Regions from separate parts of the Mus musculus genome. Here all the other regions are linked to region 2. Evidence: chromatin contacts called from public Hi-C data. All regions are on one chromosome and are shown on one strand. Each heading gives the region's core, a stretch centred on a gene start, on an enhancer-like site or on the middle of the called end of the contact. The rest is flanking DNA. Distances are from core to core; before and after follow the strand shown.

What was found. Hi-C and Micro-C count contacts between places; a contact is called where the count stands out from the background.
Region 1: a Hi-C map of bone marrow-derived macrophages shows a contact between it and region 2, with 27 read pairs. The contact joins two enhancer-like sites. A contact is called at or near these places in 18 of 39 promoter capture datasets (the 3T3-L1 cell line, 3T3-L1-derived adipocytes, the C10 cell line and 13 more), 3 of 15 datasets of contacts at CTCF or cohesin (CD8 T cells, the NIH/3T3 cell line and large pre-B cells), 7 of 484 Hi-C or Micro-C datasets (CD4 T cells, bone marrow-derived macrophages, cortical neurons and 3 more), 5 of 115 datasets of contacts at active chromatin or transcription factors (bone marrow-derived macrophages, effector CD8 T cells, embryonic forebrain and 2 more) and 2 of 9 other capture datasets (adipose tissue and liver).
Region 3: a Hi-C map of B cells shows a contact between it and region 2, with 45 read pairs. The contact joins the promoter of Suv39h2 here to the enhancer-like site in region 2. A contact is called at or near these places in 20 of 39 promoter capture datasets (the 3T3-L1 cell line, 3T3-L1-derived adipocytes, the C10 cell line and 15 more), 3 of 15 datasets of contacts at CTCF or cohesin (CD8 T cells, large pre-B cells and pro-B cells), 7 of 484 Hi-C or Micro-C datasets (B cells, CD4 T cells, bone marrow-derived macrophages and 3 more), 15 of 115 datasets of contacts at active chromatin or transcription factors (the 230-238 cell line, CD8 T cells, bone marrow-derived macrophages and 9 more) and 3 of 9 other capture datasets (adipose tissue, liver and macrophages).
Region 4: a Hi-C map of B cells shows a contact between it and region 2, with 44 read pairs. The contact joins the promoter of Meig1 here to the enhancer-like site in region 2. A contact is called at or near these places in 21 of 39 promoter capture datasets (the 3T3-L1 cell line, 3T3-L1-derived adipocytes, the C10 cell line and 14 more), 3 of 15 datasets of contacts at CTCF or cohesin (CD8 T cells, large pre-B cells and pro-B cells), 23 of 484 Hi-C or Micro-C datasets (B cells, the Ba/F3 cell line, CD4 T cells and 17 more), 19 of 115 datasets of contacts at active chromatin or transcription factors (the 230-238 cell line, CD8 T cells, DN3 thymocytes and 13 more) and 3 of 9 other capture datasets (adipose tissue, liver and macrophages).

The regions. Positions count from the first base shown.
Region 1 is chr2:3,497,790-3,500,489 of GRCm38.p6, forward strand. It overlaps Hspa14 (heat shock protein 14), which reads right to left. Exons shown (of 14, transcript NM_015765.2): 7 at 1,418-1,522; 8 at 233-394. Among named protein-coding and RNA genes, the nearest start is that of Hspa14, 14 kb to the right of the region's middle. Within about 2 kb of position 1,417, at least 10 of the 459 cell types and tissues checked have an H3K27ac peak or open chromatin away from gene starts, as enhancers often do. A contact at or near this core is called in bone marrow-derived macrophages, granulocyte-monocyte progenitors and hematopoietic stem and progenitor cells, where this site is marked.
Region 2 is chr2:3,798,702-3,801,401 of GRCm38.p6, forward strand. No RefSeq gene overlaps it. Among named protein-coding and RNA genes, the nearest start is that of Gm36031, 7.8 kb to the right of the region's middle. Within about 2 kb of position 1,265, at least 59 of the 459 cell types and tissues checked have an H3K27ac peak or open chromatin away from gene starts, as enhancers often do. A contact at or near this core is called in B cells, CD8 T cells, the SCID.adh cell line and 12 more, where this site is marked.
Region 3 is chr2:3,473,703-3,476,402 of GRCm38.p6, forward strand. It overlaps Suv39h2 (suppressor of variegation 3-9 2), which reads right to left and starts at 1,284. Exons shown (of 6, transcript NM_022724.4): 1 at 1,001-1,284. The coding sequence starts at 1,244. It also overlaps a transcript of Dclre1c not described here.
Region 4 is chr2:3,417,742-3,420,441 of GRCm38.p6, forward strand. It overlaps Meig1 (meiosis expressed gene 1), which reads right to left and starts at 1,388. Exons shown (of 3, transcript NM_001355207.1): 1 at 1,230-1,388.

The DNA of each region.
Region 1 (2,700 bases), core at 167-2,666, 300 kb before region 2:
ATTTCCTCAACTGAAGCTCCTTTCTCTGTGATAACTCCAGCTTGTGTCAAGTTGACACAAAACCAGCCAGTACACTCTATAAGAGGCTGAGCTACCTCCCCAGCCACAGAAATCTTAAACAAAGAAAAGGAAAAGAAAAAAAATAAATAAAAGGACAAGTTTAAATTGTCAAAATAAACCAAGGAAGAAACCCTTGAAGTGAAATCTTGATCAAACTGGACTGGATACTCACCTCTGGAACTCCGAAGCCAGGTACTGTGCTAAGGTGTCTGTGAAATGTGCGCCCCCTATGTTGTCACTGGTGTTTGTGGAAAGGACCCGATACATCCCACTGTTAACTTCCATGACACTGAGCGATAAGGACGTTCCTCCAAGCTTAAACACCAAAACATTGCTTCAAGAGAGAAAAAAATGGGTAAAGCATCTGAGAATCACATCATCTTAAAGCCAGACTGTACTTTTGAAGCCATTCGTTTGAATTGTTTATGAGGGCTGGAGAGGTGGCTCAGCAGGTAAGAGCACTGGCTGCTTTTCCAGAGGACCAGGGTTCAATTCCCAGCAACCGCAGTGTGGCTCACAACTATCTGTAATGGGATCAGATGCTATCTTCAGGCATGCAGGTGTACATGCAGAAAAAGTGCTCATATACATGAAAAAATAAATTAAATGATAATGAAGAAAGTCTACAGCCCAGATGAGTCATCGGCTTGTCTCCAGTCACCCGTGCTGGACCAAGCCTTGAACTTACAATCTTCTGAAACTAAATGAAAGCTCCTTTCAGTCAGTTAACTGGAGAATCTATTTTTCTGAGTGACTAGGTTTGAAAACACTAAGTTTTCAAAGTAAATCAAACAAGGATTTCATGATTATTATAAATCTGAAAGGAATTAAATACAGCTATCCTGTAAATATTTTATAAGTTAATACAACATAGCTTATGGATCCAACCCAGGACAGTAGAAACCAGCTCCCCCATCATGTATTTAAATATATATCAGGACTCATAATTTCTAATATTTTTACATTAATCTGTTTACCTCAAAATAATTTCCTAGTGATTTATACACATTAGTTTCTTTGACCATGAGATATTTGGACAGGGTCTAACTATTTGGAAAGGTTAACACTGTATCTAAATGAATTTCTCTAACGTGTGGTCATCAACTCTGTTAACGTAACACCAGCTGTCTCTAAACAACATGTCTAAACACTGGGAGTGAAATCAATGGTGGGAGTACTCCACAATTAGCCAATCTCCACAACGAAATGAGATGACAGGAGACACTCAGCCTCTCCTTCCCTGCTTTCCCATCTCCGCTGCTCAGCATGACGGGAGGCGAGAATTTCCTGTGTGAAGGTTGGCACCACGTGGCTGGGCTGCCAGAGTCCTACTGAAAGCCGGAGATCTGGGGTTTACCTCTTCCCGGTAGGGTGGTCTTGTCCAATCCCATAAGCAAGGAGAGCTGCAGACGGCTCATGGATCAGCCGCAGCACGTTAAATCCAGCAGCTCCAGCCGCCTCCCTGCAAACAATTTGCTCTCAGTGAATTGTGGGTCACAACATACCCAGCCCTGCACTTGTAGCTGTGCTGAAGGGCTCATGCTCTGGCAAACGATCCTCCAGAAGACACAGCTCGGGAAAGCAGAACCCGTGGAAAGGAAGTGACTAGAACCGACTTCCTGTCTAAAAATGCACTGTTCAGAGCCAGTGTTTTCTATAAAATGGTTTGCATTTATATTGAGTAAGAAAAAAACCCCAACAACCTGTTAGAGCTATGGGTGGTTTAGTCAGTAAATAGGCCTTCTACCCAAGCCTGAGGGTCTAGCTTTGAATCTCCAGCACCCACATAAAACAAAGGTGTGGGGGTGCGTGCCTGTAACTTCAGTGCTGGGGCCGGGTGTGTCACACGCACATATGCATTTGCATGATCAAGTCAGGTGGCAGGGCAGGATCCTTGATAACCAGACAGCCCAGGAAAGTGGTAAGCGCCAGGATCAGTGAGAGAGCCTTTCTCACGAGATAAATAAGGTAGAGTGACAGAGGATACCTGTCGGGCCCTCTGGCCTCCCAAGTCCCAGCAGATGCATATGCAACACACATGTGCAGATACACACAAACAGAAAGAAATGCAAAACATAGCTCTCCAAAGGATCTTTTTTTTTTTTAAGGTTCACTTCTTCTGGGCAGTCTCTAGGCCCTGAAAGTCTAGGAGCAGTACCTGGCCTCCATGTTGCTCAGAACATTCTCCTGACTCAATGAGCACACTGTCAGGATTAGAGTTAGCTCTGGGAGGTCAGAGCCACACCCATGCACCCCTGTGCACTGTACCTGAATACACTGGACCTTATGAGGTAAAAAACATCAGTAATTTTTGACTGAATAAAGAAATCGAATATACGCCCATGATTATAAAGTTTAGGAAGTAATAAAATGTCTGGAACATTATGGAAATGTTCAATTTCTTTCCTTTGGGCACACAGCAGTTTTCTGCTTACCAAAGCACAGGTAGAACTGTACAGAGTAGAGTAAGGACCCGCAAGCTAAGAATCGCATCGCATGACACCTGTGAGGGCAGAATCTATGTTCTTTGGTTTCGATGTTAAACTGAAATAATAGTCTAGTTTCAGAAATCCTTTCCCAAAGTCTGTCATTTAGACAAAAGCCAGCATCCGCTCAGGGACTTAGGAAAATAACTTCTAC
Region 2 (2,700 bases), core at 15-2,514:
TAATCACTCTGCAGACCAGCCCTGAGCTATTCTAGCTTCTTCTTTGTAATGCCTACTTTCAAATCTCTACTAGAAGTAAATTTGAATGTTACTGAATAGGTAACCTTTTCACTGAATTCCTACTGAATTCCAAGCTCGTTAGTTCGTTGGCTTCAAGGATTTTCTAGGACGTTGGAACACTGGTGGAGGCTTACCTATGTCAGAATTCAATCTTTAAAGGCACTTATAATAAGATAATACTGAAAGAGAGCACATGGATCCATACATCAGACTAACACGGGGATAGGGTATGAGTACACGGGTTATGAGAATGCCAAGGTTCCAGGAGGTTGAGTTTCCTTGAAACTCCCTGCCTCGTGAGTGCTCCCAGGCCTCTCGGCCTGCCAAGCAGACTTCACTGGGGTAGACGGAGCAGTGTTCGCCTCCCCGGGTTATGTGTGAGGTGGTTAATAAGCATAAGTAGTTACCATTCTCGTATTTATCTATGTTTTGTTTCTATGCTGTTCAAGCTAGGCAGGGCTCTGTCACCGGAATCCTATGCCATGAAGGACTGCAGAGCCCATGTCACCAACAGATTACAGATCCAGCAGTAACTTGTATGATCTTAAACTCAGATGTCTGTCTCCAGATTCCTCTTCTGAAAGTCTGTCCACATTGGCCTTAAGAACTTCAAGCACCATTTTGTGGGCTAACACTCCACTGTGCCCTCACTTAGAGAAAGCACACCGAAGCCATGGTTCAAGGCAGAGACATGCTGACCCCTCCTCATTTTGTGGGAGCAGTCAATCAGGACAGTCCTGTTGGCACAGGAAGGAAAGCTTTAAGGCCAGGTCAGAGCCAGGCCATGCCTTGCAAAGTCATTTGGGAAGCCAGAGGAACCTAGAACAAGAGGAGAATGTTTGAGGGGTGAATTCTGTCGGGGCTGGAAGTTGGTGTTTTTCATGAAAGTCCTGGCATGAGTAGTTGCTCAATAAATAGTTTCCTTTTTGGCAATATTGGAACTTGAACTTGTGCTTCTCACATGTTGGGTGAGAACTCCATGACTGAGTTCCAGCTCCATCCCTTCATTTCCTGTTAAACAATAGATGCTCAACCGAAGCCCAACCGGAAGTCTAGTGAATGTTGTTTTTCAGCAGTGCGCAGAGGACTGGGCCAGTCACACTGAAGGTGGAGGGTCAGGAAGCAAGGCACACACAGCAGGCAACTTGGTCCAGAAGGAGTCAGCGCAGGGGGTGAATGAGAGTAAGTAGCTTGTAGGAAGCGAGCTCTCCCAGGGACACAGCGCAGCGCAGCGTTAGGTCTCCCTCCCTGTGCCGGCTTTTGACATCAGGACTCAGCAGCTCTGAGTTTGATCCTTTAGCCTAGGACGCTCATACCTATCGTTATAAGTGATTGTGAATGAGGCTTAAATAAAGTAATAAAACCGACTCCTAGCTAGGACCTAGCCCATACAGACCCTCAGCGCAGGTGGTTGAACCTGTTTGCAATGGCCTTAAAATGATGCCGGATGCTGCCACCTACTGGGATCCAGTGGAACTTTTAAAATATTTTTTAGCTAGAATAATAATCCACGTGTGTTAGTTTGTTGGTGGTGTTATTATTTTCCTTACTGGTCTTCGTCTCCTCACCACCCCAGGCCCCTAGTTTTCTGCTCTTGTCTGGCTGAGGTATTTACTGAATGAATAGTAAGTGTTGTTTAAACCTGTCCGTGTGGTATCCAGTTTCTGCCTCCAGAAGAGTCCACTGTATGAATCTCAGGGCTGCTGTTTACTATGAGGCAGGGGACAGCGTCTGAGCTTCCTGACCTTCAGTTTTCCTGGCAGGCTATAAAATGGCCTCCATCTGTTTGGAAGAATGAGTTTTACTCATTCATTTACTCATTCATTCATCCAGCGAGTGAGCTTTTAGGAGGAAGGGGAGTGTCAGTCTGCAGAGGAAACAGATGGTGCATGGGGAGGGGCACCCCACACACCCATACCTTGCAGTGATTCACGGGAGACTGATTGCCCCCATCCGCTGTCTCTCTTCTTTTACTGTATGAGAGTCATTTCCTGAAACACAGATCTCCGCTTATGATGGCCTCACTTCAAATTTGTCACTACGTTGAAGGCCAGTCTGCCTATCATGGAAACTTTGGTCCTATTCAAACTGGTCTGCTCTACCAAGCTACTTCTGGGTTTCTGAAATGGTAGTAGACAACCTTTACCACAGGTTAGACATTGTGCTAAGTGTTTTATTGGATAATTGTTATAGCTTCCCAGGACATGAGCCTTATGCCTGTTATAATCGTGGAGCTATAACAATAACGTCAAGGGACATCTTCAAGGAGAAAGCGTGGCTTTGGTTCAGTTTCAGATGTCTCAGATTAGGGTTCCCAGCTCTATTCGATTCCCAGCTGGTGGGGTAGAACATTATGCCAACAGGAACCTGTGTGTCTTAGTTTGGGTCTTGTTGCTATGAAAAGACACTATGGCCAAGGCAAGTCTTATGAAAGCAAATATTTAATTGGGGTTGGCTTACAGTTTCAGAGGTTCAATCCATTATCATCATTGCAGGAAGCATGGCAGCATCCAAGTAGATGTGGTGCTGGAGACGGAGCTGAGAGTCTTGATTTGAAAGCAGTCAGGAGAGACTGTCTTCTGCATTGGGCAGAGCCTTAGCATAGGAGGAGTCCCCAAAGTCCATCCCCATAGTAATACA
Region 3 (2,700 bases), core at 34-2,533, 320 kb before region 2:
CCTTCCCAGTAAGGACTTCATTGTCAGAAACCAGTGAGGATAGCTTCCGAACTCCAGTGACTGCAAACAACTCATATTTCTGGCACCTGCAAAAAGACTTTCCTTCAAATTTGCCAGAATACATTTATTTGCTTAGGTGTGGCGGTTTGGAGACAAGAAAGCTGTAAAAAACGTCTCATAAATCGCTTCTAAAAATCTTAAGGCTGTTTTGTCTTAATGCTAATCTCCTTATGCTAATCATCTGCAAAGGAGAGTCCTCTTGTTTATGTAACCAAGTTGTTTGCTGTTTTATTTATCTTTTCAATTTTTACCCCTAGCTGAGAATCTGAAAACACAACACTATAATGGAGGGTGGTGTTGAATCGGAGGATCAACGTACATATATTCGTATGAAAACGTCATAACGAAGCGTTACGTGTAATTACAATGCACCGCCCCTCGCAACAGAAATGCTACATTTTGGGGGCATCTCGAAATGTTAAAAAGAAAAATTGCCAACACTTGGTTTACAAAATCCCACAGCCAAAAATGATGAGAGGAAAACGCCTCATTGTCTAGATTATAACATCCCGTTTATAAAAACCATTCCACCATCCCATCCCCACCACGCTTCAAGGAGGCAAGAGCTACCTACGGGAATAATAGTGTCACCATCTGGGTGGAGCGGAGGAAAGAGCTGGAGAACAACCTTTTCATTCCAGAAGGCTTTGCACAACCCAGACTTTCAAAGGGCGCGCGACTCGAGCGCACGCACGCGCACTGCGTGCCCCGGCTTCAGCATCCACAGAAATAACCTGCAAGTTCCAGCCGGGCCCCCCAAAGTTTCCCGGAGCTCAGGGCTGCGTGTGCAGGCGCTTCACGGCGAGGCCAGACCCGCTCGAACGCAGGCACCAGGGGATTCCCTTTCTCCAGCACCGCACCTCAGCCCCGCCACCACCCCCAACCCCCGGCTCGGAGGTGGCGACCGCTACCGCCGCAGCGCGTGTGCTTTCCTGCTCACCCTTGAATAAGGCACCTCGTGCACACTCGTCGCCAAAGACCGCGGCCCGCGGAGCTCCGGACCACGCTCGCTGGGAGCCGGCGCGCCTCTCGCCCGCAGACGGCCGCGAGCGTCGCGCCGTCAGGGTCTCCGCGCGGCGGCGTCTCGCCGTTCGCCTGGCCTTGGGCCTCGGGGGCGGACCTGGAGCCCGGTGACACCGCGCTCCTGCCTCACTGCCCCGTGCCTTGGCCCTGGCCGCCGCCATCTTGCGGAGCTTTCATTCAAACTGGCGCGGTCAGCCCGAAGAACTCAGCTGGCCACACGCCCCGCCCCGGCCCGCCAGGGACTCCGGAGCGGGGAGGCTGAGAGGAGCGAGGCGTTCTGACGTCAGCGGAGACCGACCCCTGCGGTGGTAGCTACCGCGCCTGCGCCGCACGGTGGGGGCGGGAAGGGGCGGGGCCTTCCGTGGAAACTGGCCCTGCCCGTCGCTGGCTTGTTACTCGCTTTGACTTCGGAGGTCGCTTGCCATGATTCTTCATGCGGTCCCCTGAGTCGCTTCACAAAGACCTGACGTGCCCGCCACAAAACGCAAAATAGGCTGTGCGGGGTTAGTGTGCGCAGGTAGCTCCTTTCCCACTCTTGTTCCTCAGCACTTCAACCCAACGAAGCCCCACTACTTTTCCTTTCACTCCACACCACCAGGACTCAGGATCTTAAAATTTGACTGCATGTTGGGTTCACCTGGAGAGGTGCTGTCTGTTTAAACCACTCAAAGAGATTCTGATGAGTTGATGTGGCCATGTAGCAGCTGGACTCAAAGGAAAAGCCTGACAATTGTGAGAATCCAACCAACCCCGCCAAGAACCCTCTTAGTTAAGGCAAACGTAAAAGGTACACTTAGGACAAGGACTTACTAACATTAACAGACTTAAGCTGAGGGCAGGTTTTAGCCATATATGCTTGGGGAGAGTCAGGTCGTTCTCGGTTTTACCACTGTAAATCTGAAAACTTGTAAGAGGAACCATTATACACAAAAGACCATCGGCAATTCTGTAAGCCAGTCATGTCAATGCTATTCACAAGCACATACTGCCTGTCTTCTCTTCAGCCAAAACAGCCTAGCTGCCTTGACCTCTCCATTGCTCCCCTTCCAGCCACTTCCCACCCAGCTAAGGAGACTTTAAAACAGAAAATGAAACAAGCCTCAGACTTGCTTTGTCTGAGAAGCATGTTCAAGTCCTGACCCTTTTGCTTCCACTTTGGTGAGCTGGAATTACAGGTGCTAGCCAAAGCTCCCTTCTCCCCCAATAAACACTTTAAACTGGAAATCACGGTCTAGATCAAAGAACTGACTGACTCCCCTTCATGTGCTGCTCCCTCTCACGTGACTAGATTTAACTCAAATGTTACTTCTTCAGAGGCCACTCAGGCATTCTGTCTGGCTTTGTTCTCTAGCTCTTCTTTAAAAGCTTTTGTCAAAAAACGGTCAGGGTAGAGTCTTACAAATATTTTTGGTCTTGCTAAGTTTTATTTTAAAAATTGGCAAAGGATGCTGGAAGCAGAGGATAGCTTGGTGGAATAGCAGTTGTCTGATAGATCCAAGGCTCTGTGTTTTTTTGTTTGTTTTTTAGACAGGGTTTCTCTGTGTAGCCCTGGCTGTCCTGGAACTCACTTTGTAGACCAGGGCTGGCCTCGAACTCAGAAATCCACCTGCCTCTGCC
Region 4 (2,700 bases), core at 138-2,637, 380 kb before region 2:
TTCTATCATACATATGTGTGTGTACCACTATAAACAGGAAGTGGCAAGGCTTGAATGTCTACTTTTTAGAAACTGAATTTCATTAAGCACTATTAAGAGTTATGTATGTACTTAGGTCCCTGACATTCAGTTCTAATGTAACCGTAGTCACCTATGCTGGAGCCAGCTACTACCTCAAGCCTTCAAACAGCCATTTAGAAACGACTACAAAAACATAACACAGAAACTCTTCATTTAGACCCACAAGGTAACCCAAAAGGAGGCTGAAGCCTGGTACCTTCGCCTTGGTTTTGTCTGACCCCTTTACTTTGGGTCAGAGGAATGCCTATCTGCACCGGGATGTTAACCATCCAATCATGGTCTGTCTATTTAAACTATCTCACCACCCTTCAAAGCTGAAGATCTAGGCGGCCAAGAATTTGAGAAATCTTGGATTTCCACCAGGTGCCTTGTAGCATGAGAGTTGACACCACAGGGGTGAAGGACACTACAACCTGGACTCACAACTTAAATGAGACCGTTATGAATACCTTTTATGCCCTGTTTAGTTTCTTCCTCTACTTAACCCTTACGCTCATACCAGCCCCCCAAACACAAACCTGGGGCCCCAGGATTTTTTTCCTTATTACCCTCGCTAGTGTACCATGTTAATTACATCTTTCTCTACTGTTCACTTTGTGTGTCTCCTTAATTGGTGTATTTGGGATGGGTGGCCAAGTCCAGCGTGTTGTCGCTGGAGCTTTTGCCTTGTAACCCGTAATTAGATAACATGCCTAATCTTCCAATCCCCATCTCCTCACCTTATATCATGATTTGTGCTCCTAGCAGGTGGCAGGATCCCTCTAACTACGTGTAAACCTTGTTCGAGATAACGAACATACTGGGACTGTATTCTGAACTCAGTTCTCACATTGGGTCCGAACATCGTTTTCTGAACACAGTCCTCAAAACGGATGTTCATTTTAAAGACGAAAGTACCCCCCACCGTCAAGCACTCCCTTCTGGTCTAGGTGTGCCACGTTTGTGTAAAGCCACCCCGTAAGAGTGTTCTCACAGCTAGCATGCTGTCTGCCAGAAACCGCTTTCTTCCCCCCATATATCACGATGTTTGTAAGGTATAATCTGCTGGAAGAAACTGAACTAGCATCTGAGCCCTGGCATCACATACACATACATACAGTGTGTGTGTGTGTGGGAGGGGGGGGACGGCTCCCGCTATCCGCGATTACCCTCGTTCAGCCGGCCTCGCAGGAGGGCGCAGCGGTGTTCGTGTTCTCTACTCGGGATCTTGAGCTGAGACAGCCAGGGGCCAACTGTTACGGCCGGTGTAACCGGCGCGTCTCCTAGCAACGCCGTGACGCCGCTCGGCCGGTCCACGTGAGCGAGCCAAGCCCAGTTTCCTCCGACCCCGCCCCCCGCTTCTGGGTCTTTGTGCGCATGCACAAGGGCCAGGCTGGGCGAAGAGTTCTCTGCAGAGGGGATTCCCCGGTTGGCGCTGCTCACTAATGCTCGCTGTTGAAAGCGTTTGAGAGAATAGACATTTTACAGGTTCAGAATCCTGATAGAAGTGTGTGCTTGGATCACTAAATGAAAACGTTACCATCTATAGATTTTTTTCCCATTAGTATCTAAACGGATAGTTAATATATCACCTATTTCGGTGAAAAGTGATTAACGATCCGTATTTTGAGTCGAGAGTCACGATGATTGTCTAATAAATCGAGGGTGAAAGGGAAAAGGTCAACGCCAAGTCATTGAAAAGCCCCGGAACCAGTACTTAACAGTGCAGGGATTCTGTGAACTAGTTGTTAAACACAAGCCATATTTTTTTACAGATCAAATTCAGCAAGGTCCTAGTTAAAAGTGTCATTTAACACTAAAGAGGTTTTAAGTTTAAAAAAAAAAAACGGATCTATAACTCTCTAATTTCCTTAGCCAAGATGTATCTCTGAACTTTAGACCTATCTAAACAGTTTATATTCCATATCCAAACAAAGGAAACTCTACTTACACATTTTCCTCTTTGACTAGCTGTTACCTACAATCCTCTGTTTCTATTATTCCATCCATCAGCAAGACCTGTTGGCTTTAATAGCTCCCACCCAAGTCCAAAAAGCCATCTCTTGGCAGTCTCTGGCCACCACACTAATTCCCAACCTTGATCCCCACCCCCATAGCCTGTTCTCCACACAACAGTCAGCACCAGACACTTAAAATCTAAGTAAGATTATGTCAGTCTTGGGCTTGGGCTGTGACCCTGTAATAGCTTTCTATTTTATTCACAGTAAACAAACAAAATAAACAACGAAAGCTTCAGAGGTTTATAAGGTCAGTAAAGCCTTGAAATTTCCATATGACTCTTATAGGTTTGTTGTCTTCCTCGGTAATCCTGGGTCACTTTGCACCAGCCATACCTAGCCGAACAGCTCCTAGCATGCAAATGTGTATGCAGCATGCTCAAAGTGAGGAAATATATTTCACCATCACATTGCCGCTGCTGCCACTATGAGCAGGAAAAGCAAGGTAGCTACGAGGAAGGCACTTCAGAACACAGGCCTTGAATTTAAGTCTGGACTCTGTTTACTGAGAAGACCTTGTGCAATTTACATAACAATGTAACAACTGAACAATAAGAGCCTGTCTGCTTGGGTTGCTGTGAGACAGAAATACTAAACACAGGACACTTCAGACAGCATCTGG